Regions from separate parts of the Rattus norvegicus genome. Here region 2 is linked to region 1. The links are chromatin contacts, called in public Hi-C maps. All regions are on one chromosome and are shown on one strand. The core of a region is the stretch at or near the end of the contact, and the rest is flanking DNA. Distances in the headings are between cores, read along the strand shown.

Region 1 (2,700 bases), core at 160-2,659:
CCTAACCTCTTGTTTCCCTACAGCAGACCACCTGAACCCCATAGCTTTGGGATTTTCCCATCAGTCTCTGTTCCACTCACAAGCTTAGTGTTCTTCCTAAAGTGCCGGTGTAGCCTGAGGCAGGGGGACACCCACAGGCAGGACAATTTGTTGTCTATTCTTACCTGCGTCTGATCGAAGACCTCTTCCATCTAAGACTATTCGAGATGCCCATGGGACCCTGCCTGGGATTTTCAGGACAAGATTCAGGTTGTTAATAAGTTCCCCATGTGGCCTGAAGACGGACATGGGCCGTTGGGTGGTGCGGGACACACACCACTTCTCAAGGCCAGGCCTAGCCCTTCCTTCTCTCCATCGATGATACCTTTGTTCTTGCCAGATACACCACCACTGGGACACTGCATGCACGACACTCAGCACCTGAGTCAGGACTGTCTGAGCTGTAGGGAGATGACACCCAAGCAGCACATAGCAACCAGACCCTCAAGGAAGACCCCCTCACCCCTACCACTGGCACCACCATTTTGCTGTGCTTTTGAAAGCATATGGGCTATTTGTCTAGAATCTTGAAGCTGACAGGTGGTAGGAGAAAGAGTGCCAGGGGAGGAGGGAAGGGGTCAGAAGTGGCCAGAGATTAGGGATTTCATTAAACTGCCTGTTTAGGTAAGGGCTTTTAGGTGCAAATCTTCTTTGCATGATAATGGCAGTTTATCTGAATTCCATTCTACTGAAGGAAGCTTCTTCTAATCTTAATTATGGTGGCTAGTAAGCCACTGGGTTTCTCTCCAATGCCTCCCCCACCCTGTGGAAAATGGAACCGTTTGACTCTCAGCTTTAGCATCCTTAGTCACTTCAGGGGACAGATCCCTTGTCGTCTGCCCCTTTAGGGTGCTTGGCCACAAAGCAAGCAACATTTGGTGTGTGGAGGGCTTTTGGGACAACGCAACAAAGGGAGATTCGGATCGAAGACTCTTGAAACTCTGCACAGCCAGTCAGGGTAGCAGAACAGCTCTGGTCTATGTGACTGGAACCCAACAGTACTCCCCACCCTCAACCCGAAGTGCAAACTGGGACTAGCGCCACCTGGATGTTTGGCTAAGTGAACTTGGTAGAGGCTGGATCAAGGGATGATCTTCTGACTTGAGGCATGGCCCAGTGGTTGGAGGAGAGGAGCTGGCAATATTATTCAGGCAAGAGGACAGCTTTCAGGGAACCACCAGAACAAAGGGTGCTAGACAGAAAGGTTGGCTGGTGGTGGTGGTAGGGGGACTACAAGGGAAAGGGCCTGAAAGCCCTTAGGGAATCTGCACACTGGGCAAAGACAGGGAAGGGTTAAAGGGCCTGGGAACTCCTGTTTCCAATCACTTGTCAGTTCGCTTTATCAGCGAGGATAGGGCCGCGCAGGGAGAGGCCCGGAGAGCTTTCGTTTCTAAGCTCTTCCCGGACTCGAAGCTCTCAGCGTTCTCATTACCTTCTAAGGGCTCTCGGCTCAGTCCGGAGGTGGGGGAAGGGACGGAGCGGCGAGGGTTGGGGGGAGGGCTTGGAAGCCAAGCACAGTTAATGGAGTAGAGTGCAAGTTACTAAATACAGCCCTAGGGGGTGGCAAGGCTGTGGAGTCTCTGCAGTAAACCTTCAAATGGCCCTTCCTCCTCCCACTGCACCGCTGAGAGCCAGACCTGGCGAGGGCTGCGCGGTCCCTCTTATTTAACTCACCTTAGACCGGCACCCTTCAACATCTTTCCCTTTTACAATGACCACTGAGCCAGAAGTCTCCACGACGTATCTGTGTTGCTCCTTTTACAAGTCTAGTGAAGCATCCTTCACCTCATGTTAGCCTATTTTATTCTTTGGAGACCAACCCAGTCTTGCCTTGAACTCTTGATTCTTTTTTTTTTTTTTAAGATTTATTCATTTATTATATATAAGTACACTGTAGCTGTCTTCAGACACACCAGAAGAGGGCATCGGATCTCTTTACAGATGGTTGTGAGCCACCATGTGGTTGCTGGGAATTGAACTCATGACCTCTGGAAGAGCAGTCAGATGCTCTTAACCGCTGAGCCATCTCTCCAGCCCTGAACTCTTGATTCTTTTGCTCCAGCCTTCCGAGTGCTGAGATTAGAGGTGTGTACCACTCTATCTGGCATCATATTGGCTTCCCAAAGGGTGGAAGTTCTCATCTCTTACTAAGCTCCCTGGTTGCAGCCATTAGGAAATTAGGTACATTTACTTCCTGAAGTTCCTGGCTCAGAATATGATGCCCAGGAAAGAGGGCTGCAGAAGGGCAGGCCGTTATAGACCTTGACTCCACTCCTGAAGGTCGCACTGACGGCAGCGAAGGATCCTCCACAATGTGCTTTTCTGGTCTCTCGCTGTCTACCAGTGCATCTAGAGGGCTGTCTTGAAGGAAGGCAATGCACTTGGTGTCTTGAATGGCCCAGATTTGTCATTCTGGGCAACCAGGCTAATGCAAGGAGAGAGGAAGATGTGCTGCAGCAGACAAGTAAATGACAAGTCAAATATAAACAGCAGAGCCACCATTTTTTGTGCAGTGTGAACATCACCTGTCAGAACAGAATTGCGTCCAGATATGCTGGGGAGTTAGGGATGCGAGGAAGTGTCGTAGATAAGAGGTGGTGATGCTGTAGGTGGCCTCTGGGTTAGTCTAGAGTGGGGAATCCGGCTACCAGTGTGGAAGAG
Region 2 (2,700 bases), core at 16-2,515, 77 kb after region 1:
CTCCATTTAATTAAGCTGGGACCACTGGGAGCTGAGACTGCCCTTGGGTTGCTGGGGACTTTTGATGAGGGAGATCGGGGTCTGTTCTCATAGATCTTCATCTTGTTAACCAAAGAATGTAAGACTGGACTCAAACAGAAGTCCAAGGACAGTTCTATTTAGGGCTTTAAAAGAAAATATCCCAGGGCTGTGAATCCTCAGCAGCTGCCTGGAGGAGGCGAATGGAGGAGAGAAGGGGCTGGGGGTGGGGTGGGAGCCATGGAAGCAGGCACCACGGAGGTCAGGTACATGGTGGACAGGCAGCGACATAGAGGAAGGGGTGGGACAGCCTTAGAAAAAGAGTAAAGAAGCCCAGAGAATCAGATCGGTATTTATCTTTTGGATAAATCTCTGTTTGTGGGGGCTCCATCCTGGGAGGTGATTAGAGCTTGGGGGAGACAGATTTCTCAGTCTCCACAGGAATCAGCCTGAATTGCTAACTAATACCTACTGAACCCTAATCTGGGAAAAGGCAGGAGGAGGGTGGTTGCCGTCATAAGTTTTAGTGTCTGAAGGACAGGGCTGAAAGTGGAGAAGCCAAGCAGAGTATAAAATTCGTCAGGGTGTCTGCACGCGGGCAGAGGCACGGATGGTAGACAACAGGTGCTGGCCCCTGAGAGAGGACCTGGGTTTGTTTGTGCGGAACGAACCTAGGAGCATACAATGCCGGGGCTCAACATCTGGATCCTTAAGAATGTCTGTCTACCCTGGTTTCGTTGTAAGTGGACCCTGACATTGTGATTTCTCATTACAATATGCTCTCTGTTCGCTGTCTGTGGAGAAGCGCTATTGAGGGTGGAGGGGCACTTGGAAGTTGAACCAGGACGTGGTTACCTGGAATGGTCATCTGACAGAGCCGATCCCACTAGGAATTAGTAGACAGAGAGGAAAATTTCTTGCTAGCACCCCTTCTGGTACCTGCACAGTTGGAAAGTAAGTTACGGGGGCTCTAAACTGTCTACTCAGGGCCCCCATCCGGGCTCGGTTACTTTTCTGTCAGGGAAAACCTTACAAGAATGGAACTCTCTAGTGGTCCCTGAGTCCATTCTCAGGGTGACCAAAAGGGACCCTTCAAAGATGACAGGAAGAGTCTGTGAGTTGGGATAGTGTGAGGCAGGAGCGGAAATCCATTGGAGCTGCTAAAAACTGAATCCTTTCATGTTTTCAGCAGACCCGGGGCTGGTGATGGGGCAGCAGCGCCCTCTTGTGGCCTCACATCCGAGCGCTCCTTCATGATCCACCCTGGCATTCGCAGTTCTCTTTCTCAATGGGTGCCTCTCTCCTGGACCTCCACTCACCATACTCACAGCTTTGCTTTTCCCGCGAATGGTTCAGGCTTTGTCATTTGGAGCCTTGCTACAGAAAACTATCAACAACTACGGAAGAGATCGATAGTTGTGTGATAGAGCGTCACGCCCGCTTGGCTGTGGGCGATCGTTCAGCAGTGACCAGGGATTACCCAGCAATGTGTCCAATGTGCTCCTTTTATTTCATATCCCTCCATTACACTCCACACCGGAACAGCTCCCGTGTGCATGGTGCCCATTCTGAGCTGTGCTACGTTGGGGTTACACACCATCCCTCGGTTTGCTCCCAGATCTGAGGCACTATGATCATGTTGACACCCCAGCAGGGAAAGGGTAGGGTGTGGGGTACAGCTGGGTCTCCTATCTCTCTTGCCCCAACTTCTCCACAACCCCCTTTAATTACAGTGACACGGCCTTCTCAAACTTCGTTACGATAATGCTACAACAAGAGAGGAAGGAGCTGGCTGGGAGGAGTCCAGATTCTGATTTTCATCCATTTTGGATCTGGTGTGTGTGTGTGTGTGTGTGTGTGTGTGTGTGTGTGTGTGTGTGTGTGTGTAGGGGGCCAGCATAGGAGTCCCTTTCACATGGTTCCAAGTAGGGCATAAAGGCAATGATTAAGGAGTCAGGGACCATTTGTTTTTCTAAAAGAGCTAAGTAAACTATCCACATAAAAAACGAGGCTTACTGTAGCACAGAGAGCTCATGGGCTAGACTCTGTCACTGCCATGGACAATCACTCCCTCCCTACCCCAGGCCTTGCTTTCTCCACTGGGAGCTGGAGCACTCTCCAAGGGCCTGTGGGGTCCAGCAGGAGCGGACTCACTGTGACCTGTATAGACTGGATCTGCTGCCGAATACCAGTACCACCCACTGCCCACTCACGTGGGATCTCCAGTTCCACTTTTGCTGGAGTGATATTTTTCTAGTGTGTATTTTCAAAAAATTTCTTCAGTGGCGGTGCCCGTCTCCTATTTGGAAAATTAACTGCTTGCAGATGCTGTGAGAAGCAGTCCCTACCAGGCAGTGAAACCACTGGGGTTTGGATGTCACTTCAAAGGGAGGAAAAGGGAGGGAGGGCTGCCTGTCTCTGGGAGAGACAGCAAACTTACTTTTTAAAAATTATTTTATGTGTGTGGGTGTTTTGCCTGCATGTCTGTCCATGCACAAGGTACATGGCTGGTGCCTGAGGCCAGAAGAGAGCACTGGATCATTTGAAATTGGAGTTACAGACAGTGCTGGGAGGTGAACTTTCGTCCTCCGGAAGAATAGCCAGGGCTCTTAACCATCGAGCCATCTCTGCAGCCCTGACAGCAAACGTCCTGACCTGTAAAAAAGCCCCAATGTGAGCGCC

The links. Hi-C and Micro-C count contacts between places; a contact is called where the count stands out from the background.
Region 2: a contact with region 1 is called in a Hi-C map of liver, with 2.7 times the contacts expected there. The contact joins two enhancer-like sites. A contact is called at or near these places in 4 of 12 Hi-C or Micro-C datasets (the A7r5 cell line, Schwann cells and liver).

The regions. Positions count from the first base shown.
Region 1 is chr6:17,300,447-17,303,146 of GRCr8, forward strand. The region is part of intron 2 of LOC120103473 (a long non-coding RNA gene); the gene reads right to left. Among named protein-coding and RNA genes, the nearest start is that of Pkdcc, 84 kb to the left of the region's middle. Within about 2 kb of position 1,410, at least 10 of the 93 cell types and tissues checked have an H3K27ac peak or open chromatin away from gene starts, as enhancers often do. A contact at or near this core is called in liver, where this site is marked.
Region 2 is chr6:17,377,511-17,380,210 of GRCr8, forward strand. No RefSeq gene overlaps it. Among named protein-coding and RNA genes, the nearest start is that of Pkdcc, 160 kb to the left of the region's middle. Within about 2 kb of position 1,266, at least 4 of the 93 cell types and tissues checked have an H3K27ac peak or open chromatin away from gene starts, as enhancers often do. A contact at or near this core is called in liver, where this site is marked.